Linked DNA regions of Mus musculus: all the other regions are linked to region 1. The links are chromatin contacts, called in public Hi-C and promoter capture Hi-C maps. All regions are on one chromosome and are shown on one strand. The core of a region is the stretch at or near the end of the contact, and the rest is flanking DNA. Distances in the headings are between cores, read along the strand shown. Region 1 holds the start of Insl6 (insulin-like 6). Region 2 has its middle 21 kb from the start of A930007I19Rik. Region 3 overlaps Pdcd1lg2 (programmed cell death 1 ligand 2).

Region 1 (2,665 bases), core at 65-2,564:
TGCTTCACTTACAAACACTGCTTTGAAAAAAACTATAAAATTAGTTAAGGGAATCTACAAACACATTTTACAACATAGGAGAAAGGCTAATATCAGAATGGCAAGGGTAGGTCAAGACCACGAGATCTCTATGCAATTCAGCACGCTAGTTCACCTTCAGTGCTGCTGCAAACCACAGAGAAGCTTCATCTGTCCCCATACTACAATCTACCTATCTGCATCGATGAGCTATCCATGCCGAGACTCATCTCATCCGCCCTTGTCCTTCCCTGTGCCCTTTATTAAGTTTTCACTTCACATGAATTGCTCCGTTGGCTTTGCTCTCCCTCTCTCAGCCCTTCTGGACGAACCTTACTGCCCTACGCTGTTGCTTCTTTTCCCCTCCTGTTCAGCACATCCTGACCTCCTCGCTCTTCCCCGTATAATTCAGACAGCAGTGTCTTTCCCCTAAATAAACTTTTCCTCTAAATAAACGCCCCCAATCCCATCCCATCCTATCTATGTGACTAGTTCCTCATCACCTATATCTATCTTCTGACAATGCCCCCGACAGTGGTTAATTTCAAATGAGCAAGAATTTATTTGACTCGTGATTTGAAGATGCTCCAGGGTCCAAGGACTTTTCCTGTAGCATCATCCCATAGCGGAGGTGCCGGAAAAGGAGGATGAAGTGATCTTGCAACAGATTCACTCAGGACAATCCACTTCTGTGATAATGGCCTGACTCCGTTTCAAGAAAATTTAATTCCCTCACTTCACTTCCTAACGCTGCCCTGGAGATTAAGCTTATAACACACGGAATTTGGGGTATACATGAAACCTAAGGCCATCTTTTTAATAAGGCCTACTCTGAACAAATTATTTCTTCTAAGTCTAAAGTGAACTTCATATAAGTCTGTATGGTTTTTAAAACTGTATTCACACGTACACTAGGTACAAATTCTATTTCCTACAGAAATTCACTGGCAGAGCAAAGTCAAGGATAAGAAAAGAGGAGTTTGCACACTGATAAGCTACCAAGCCTTCCCTTCAGAGTTTTACCTGGGTTTGTGAATCTTCTCCAGGCGGAGGAAGAAGGGTGAGGGTTGAAGGCTTTGCCCTTGCGTGAGTAGTGGGGAAAGAACTGTGTCATAGGACTTTGCTCCTCCATCTCGAACCGGCTCCAGTCACTTTGGCCACAGAGTTTTATAACTTCTATCAGCAGGTGCCTGCCGCACAGCTTCCTGGGTCTGGATTCCTCTTCCTCTTCCCTGGAGAAAGGAGTCAGTAGGAGTCCAAGCCACAACAGACAAGAACAGCACAGCTGCTTCATCCCTGGGCTCCGCCACAGGGCCGGGCGCGCTGCAACGGCCGTCGCCCCGCCCCCGCCCCGCCCCGCCCCGCCCCGCCTTCGCCACCCACCACGCCCCCAGCCACGCCCCTCTCCGCACCGCCCTCGGGTTGCCCTCCCTCGCAGGCAATCTTCTCCAGAACACTTTGGTTAGGTGCGGGGTGTTCCAGGCTTACATGGACTTCCGGCTTGCAGAAAGTTGAAATTAACAGGCTCTTTTGGCCTCAGAAATGCAAGTTTTAAAATGTCTTCTTTTCCTAACTTTATTCATTCATTTTCCTTGTCGTCAAAGTTGAAATTAACAGGCTCTTTTGGCCTCAGAAATGCAAGTTTTAAAATGTCTTCTTTCTCTGACTTTATTCATTCATTTTCCTTGTCGTGCGCTCCAAGAAACTGCCTCATGAAATATGAGAACCTAGGACTCTGAGATGCAGCATCCCCCCCACACCTGGAATGTGATCTTCTTTTTGCCTAGTGTTTACAGGAGCCATTTCTTCCCTTCGGAGAAACTTATCTCCTTCATGGATTATATTTTTTAACTTTAAAAAATTGGTACTGGAACTAGAGAGATGTCTTGGCAGTTAGGAGAACTTGCTCTTGCCGAGGATCCGGGGTCGCTTCCCTGTACCAACAAAGCAGCACATGGTAGTCTGTAACTCCGGTTCAGTACCAGTCATACTCGTGGTGCATATACAGACATGCAAGCAAACACTCATACATATCAAATAAAATAAATAAACCCTTTTTAAAAATTACTCATTCCATCGCGGTGTCTTCTCACATCTATCGCACTGTACTTCACTCTCTCTTACTCGCCTCCCTTAACCACCCTCTCCCAGTTCCTGCCTTTAGTAATTCCCCTTTTTGCTTTTTTTTAATTACATGTCCTCTATTAATTGATTGCCTCCTACCTTCTTTAAGCACTCATCCCTCTCGGAATCCCTTTTGTAGTTTCATGACCTACAAACACAAACATTTAAGCATACACATATATAAACACACAAATACATAGTTTTAAGTCTAGATTCTACATGTACATAAAAGCATCATTTAGTATCCGGTTCCCGGTAAAAATTGCCTTAATTTATTTATATGAGCACATTCTTTTTTACAATAAATTATCATCACCATTATTATTATTATATTATTATTATTATTATGATGTTTATTTACTGCTGATGTGTGTGTATAAGTTGGATCCAGTTCTCTCCATGCACCATATGGGACCCCAAGATCGTTGTCACATTGTCAGGCTTGGCAGCAAGTGCCTTAACCCGCGAAAGCATCCCACTGCCTGGGAATGCATTCTTAACTGCTACACACTATTATTAGCAG
Region 2 (2,665 bases), core at 49-2,548, 180 kb after region 1:
GGGAAAGAAAACAAAACAAACAAACAAAGAAGTTTGTGTGGTAGAAATGGCTCCTAGGATAAGACACATGGCTCAGAGTGAACATTTTCATTTACTTAAAGTTTAATTACTCACCCACTCCATAATTCTAGGGCATCAGGCTCACACAGTAGCTTAAAAACGGAGGCATGTCTGGTCTTTGGCCTCTTCGCTGCTGTGCTGCTATCTGCTTGTCCTTCGATGTCTGATGGGACCCTTTTATCTTGGCAGAATTCTGAGACACTCTCAGGAGAGTCCTTCTTTTGTTCGCAGGCCTACATAAGGAATCTTGCTGCTGTGTTTGGGTCCACAGCACTCAGGGCCAGGCCCCCACAGGCTCTGTTCTCCTCCTGGAGGTCTCAACCTGTGTATGGAACTGTGACAAGTGAGACCAGTTCTCCGACTCTTACAGAATCCATTTCAAATCCGCTGCCCCTACCCTGACTTGCTCTGCACAGAATGCTTGCCTGCTCTTTCTCTTCTCAGGGACAGGCCACCTTTCTCCTCTTCCCCTCCAAAACCCCAGTCTTCCACTCTCTGTCCTTGCTTGCTTTTTCTGTCGCTGCGATAAATCAATCTAATCAATATTACTAAAGCAATTTGGAGAAAAGGCTGAGGCAGAAAGATCACCTGGGTTCATAGGTTCAAGACTAAACTGGACAACAGAGCCAGAACCTTTTTTTTTTTTAAAAGAGGAAAAGAAAGCTGGAGGAGAAGAAGAATGGGGGAGGGAGGAATGGTGGAAATAGACAGTATATGTTGTGGGGTAATATCCTGTAGAATATAGGTCACGGGTGTCAGCCTCCTACTTCTAATGATTGTGACATGGGCTTTGCCAAGAAGAAACCTGAGGCAATTTACTCAATCTGATATATTTCCTCAGACCAATAAAGGTCAGAGGACAAATGGCCTTTATACAATGTTATTCCTTATGACAACACTTATAATAGAAGCCACCTGAAAATAATCTACACTTCTACTGATAAGTAGCTGGTTAAAAGGTAATTGTATTCTTCTTAAGTCGAATACAATTCAGCCATAAATTGGCATAAGGAAGATCTCTGTGAACTGCTGTAGAGAGATCTTTAGGGTATTTTATGTGGAAATAAAATCATGGTGCAGGACTCAAGTATGCCATAGTTTGAGTAAATCGTTGAAAGGAGCATGTCTTTATCTATACGGTTGCATGTTTATAAGTATGGGAACCCAAAAGAGTCGGTTACTTAGAGAGAAGAACTGGGTGGATGTGGAACAGGGAAGTGAGAAAGGAGACAGAACCCCGGAGCATCCCGGCAGGAGATCCATGCCATATTCAAGAGGCATAACCACAGGATTCTTTCCAAGGGTGTGGACAGGGCTAAGAGCAAAAGACAGGGACATAGCGAGCAAGCTTCGGAGGAGAAGCGCTGCGGTCCGAGGTCCTGAGGAACAAGGGAGGCAGGGGAGGGAATTAGCGAACCGGCACTCAAAGAAAGCTTTTGTTGGTGAGAAAGAACAAGAAACCCAGCCACTGTGGCCTCACTCCTCCAGCTGAGAAGATAGTGGGCTAGAGGGTCCCACTCAACCCTCTCCTGACTGTGAATCGCTTATTAGTGCCTCCTAGTGGGCAAATTGCTGATGTCGCCGAACAGAAAGGGTTGTCTCAGCCTCCTTTCCGCTAAGCCCCTGGAGCTGACCCTGCAGCTGCAGCACTGTTCTGGAGGGCATACAGGGAACAGTCGCCATTGCTTTCTCTGTAGCTCTGAGGAGTTTCTCTGAGTTTAACCACACAAATATGAAACATATGAAAAGGAGACAACTTTCGTCCACACACAGTAATAGTAATAACAATAATGATAATCATTAAATATTAACAATTAATAATAACTAATATAATAATAAAATTTAAAACCCTCCAAATGAAGGGTTGGAGAAATAAGTTTCCAAGACCTTTCTCCCAGTCTAACTTGTCTCTGAAGCTCGTTTCACCAAGTCTCAGTCCACGGCGCCACCTAGCGTCCAGGAGGAGCTTCACATGCTAGCCCTACTGCCTCCAAGCCTCCTGGCAGGTAAGCGGTTTTCACTGTCAATCAGACTCAATTGGGAATGATCTTCCATAAAAGGGGGATATATTTTGAAACTTAAAATATTTGGAGTTTTTTTTTCTTTTAGAACAATAGTGGGAAATTATCTACATTCATTTTTAGATTGATTCATTATTATGATTTTTCTGGGAGAATATCTTTCAAACTGCTTCTAAGGTAAATACCGCCTGTGACACCCCCCACCCCTACCCCACTAAAGATTCTGTGAGCGGCTTCTGAGTTTGTCCCTCCCCACTTACGTGTTCTTAATACAGAGCATCTCAATCCTGGCTGCAAAACACTCACGCGGACAAGCTTCTGCCAGAGATGTCGTTCTCACTGATTTGTGGAGGGGCTGTTTAAAGCATTAATGGGCACAGCGACCAGGAGCCCTTGCTTGTGCTACTGAGGGCCCTGAGGTGAGGTACGCACCTGCGACTAGGAGGTGCAACTAGGCCCGTGTAAAGGATGTTCGAGCTCCGTGTTCCTGCTCCTGATTGCACACTTTGCACCCTGCCTCCTCTTCTGCCATCACAGGTCTACCCATATTCCAGGGCCTGACTCAGAGTTATCTCCTCTAAGAC
Region 3 (2,665 bases), core at 112-2,611, 140 kb after region 1:
GCTCTTGATTGCCCCCCAGAACCTGATGGTGAGTCCTTATTCTGGTAGATACAGGACACAGAAATATTAAGTTGGCCCTACCCAGGAAGCTTCTTCCCTGCTGGCCACCTTTCATAGTATCTCAGGAACAATGTGAGCTGCTAGGCGTGGGGTGAGCCATCAACACCTTACCCAGCGGAGAGTTCTGTGAGCCACAATAATGCCTGTCATGGCAATATATACCCATGGGTACAGTAGTAGCAATAATATCACAGTTATGAACAATCTGATATTCATCAATATTCTGATTGAATCTAAGGCCCACTCTATAGGAGGAGCTGCCTGGTAGTTGGTATTGTATCTGTGACCAAGAATCCATGGTTGGCGAGCTCAGAGGTCCCGGTGGTGAGGCTACTACAATGATGTTGCTAAAGGGACAACAGTACCAATCATTTCTCTAAATTTCTATCTCTATCTTCATAGATTTCTGCAGCTCCCAGACCCCATCATGAAGTTTCTTTGTGCAGTGGACAGTGGTTAGCAAAGAAACTCATAATGGCTCAAAGTTCAGAGAGTAATTGTCTATGGTGAACTCAGCCAAAATAGGACATCAATATCGCACCCTTACCTCTTTAGGTTTACAGACTGTCTTAGTTAGGCTTTCACTTTCTGCAACAAAACACCAAAGGGTTTATTTGGTTTATATTTCCACATTGCTATTCTTCACCAAAGGAAGTCAGGACAGGAACTCAGGCAGGGCAGGACCTTGGAGGCAGGAGCTGATGCATGCTTGCTCTACATGCTTTCTTATGGAACACAGGACCACCACCCCAGGGGTGCCACTGCCTATAGTGGACTGGGTTCTTCCCCATGGATCACTAAATAAGAAAATATCCTACATCTGGATCATGATGTTGTAGAAAATATTTAATCTCAATCCAGGTTTTCTACTCCACCTTTGACCATTTAGTTCCCAGATAAAAGATACTCATAACCTTTATATTTACAATAAGCCTTAATCAGCACAAGAGCTGGGCAGATATTTATTCTCCATGCTATTATGTCTATTTCCTAGCCAATAATCCCATTAAATAATCTGCCATGTTTTGTCTGGGCTGCTCTTAACTCCAGTTAGCCAACCCATGTGGCCATTATTTCAAGATTCTTACCCCACCTCAGCTTCTCCTCTCTCCAACTTCTTCTCTTCCCACCTCGTGGTTCTCCTCTGACCCAAGCCTGGGAACCCTACATCCCGCCTATGCCTCTTCTGCTCAGCTATTGGCTGTCAGCATCTTTATTCACCAATTAGGGATAACTTGGGAGTCAAGGTCACATAGCATTATGTGGGTCTATATGTGGTCTCTGGGAGTAACCAGTATTTCGCATAGCAAAAGACCAAACCTTAACATTATGGAGGCATTTCCTCATTTGAGGCTCCTTCTTCTGCAATGTCTCTAGCTTGTGTCAAGTTGACACAAAGCCAGCCAGGACAGGGGTCATCAAGGAGTAAGAAACACATTATTAGAGGCGGAAGTTGGGAAGGACAGATCTAGAATAGTGTTTTCCGGACATTAATGGGACCACTACACTCATAAGTTTACAGCAGCTATAGAGACCTGTATAAGACCTGAACTAGAGGATGCCTTCACAACATTTCAGCACAGATCAGGGAGGGGCTCGTGAACCCCATACTCAGCTGAGAAGTTATTGACAGGTGATGTCATCTGAGGGAGGGAGGATCAGTGAAGGGTATGGGCTCTGGTATGTTGGCCATGCTCCAGTGGATGGCTGGATGTCAGAGGTGGGAGGATTTGGAGATAGAGGGGTGGTCCTTGGGGGGGGGGTGTTATGGGAAGATGAATACAACCCAAACCCATTGTATGCATGTATGAAACGCTCAATTAATAATGAGATATATATATATTGGTTTTTCGAGACAGGGTTTCTCTGTATAGCCCTGGCTGTCCTGGAACTCACTTTGTAGACCAGGCTGGCCTCGAACTCAGAAATCCACCTGCCTCTGCCTCCCAAGTGCTGGGATTAAAGGCGTGCACCACCATGCCCGGCTAATAATGATACTTTTAAAGTGAAAAGAGAGGAGTAATTCTGAAGCTAGACACTTGTGGGAGTTTTGTTTTATAGACAACAAATTCCCCCACCACAACAGAGAAGTGAGCAGAGCCAAGGGTGAGCAGCTTGCATTTCTTTCTCACCTCCTTTGCTATCTTAGCTTGAGTTGATAAATTCAATTCTCTCCCAATCTCCACGGGAATTGGTTCTAGTCTCACTTAGATTAGGGAGTCCTCACGTCCCTTAGGGAAAATGGCCCAATGTTTGCAGATAACCTATATACATCTTCACATGGGCTTGAAATAATTCTGATTCCTGAAAAATACCTATGACAGCGCAGATGCGAGCTTTGTAAATAGTAGGGACATTGCATTGTTTATGGAACAATGGCAGAAAAGAAGAGTGTATTGGTCACTTTTCTCAATGCAGTCCCCAAAGACCAGACAAGAAGCAGCTTAGGTCATGGTTGGAGGGGTGATAGCTCATACTGGAGAGGGAAGCCATGGCAGTGTGAGCATGTATGACAATTGCTTGCTCACACCGCCCTAAGGCCAGAAGCTCCAGAGGAACAAGAAGTAGAGACGAGCTATTAACCTCAAGACCAAACCCCAGTGAC

What was found. Promoter capture Hi-C pulls out the DNA fragments that hold promoters and counts their contacts. A called contact is a pair of places that touch in the nucleus more often than the background predicts.
Region 2: a contact with region 1 is called in a Hi-C map of B cells, with 46 read pairs. A contact is called at or near these places in 10 of 39 promoter capture datasets (3T3-L1-derived adipocytes, the C10 cell line, the HPC-7 cell line and 6 more), 6 of 484 Hi-C or Micro-C datasets (B cells, bone marrow-derived macrophages, double positive thymocytes and 3 more), 10 of 130 datasets of targeted methods (the 230-238 cell line, CD8 T cells, bone marrow-derived macrophages and 7 more) and 4 of 9 other capture datasets (adipose tissue, liver, macrophages and 1 more).
Region 3: a promoter capture Hi-C map of macrophages shows a contact between it and region 1, with 5 read pairs. A contact is called at or near these places in 1 of 39 promoter capture datasets (macrophages), 4 of 130 datasets of targeted methods (CD8 T cells, effector CD8 T cells, memory CD8 T cells and 1 more) and 1 of 9 other capture datasets (adipose tissue).

The regions. Positions count from the first base shown.
Region 1 is chr19:29,324,004-29,326,668 of GRCm38.p6, forward strand. It overlaps Insl6 (insulin-like 6), which reads right to left and starts at 1,315. Exons shown (of 2, transcript NM_013754.1): 1 at 1,042-1,315. The coding sequence starts at 1,312.
Region 2 is chr19:29,499,698-29,502,362 of GRCm38.p6, forward strand. No RefSeq gene overlaps it. Among named protein-coding and RNA genes, the nearest start is that of A930007I19Rik, 21 kb to the right of the region's middle.
Region 3 is chr19:29,460,035-29,462,699 of GRCm38.p6, forward strand. All of the region lies in intron 5 of Pdcd1lg2 (programmed cell death 1 ligand 2), which reads left to right. Among named protein-coding and RNA genes, the nearest start is that of Pdcd1lg2, 50 kb to the left of the region's middle.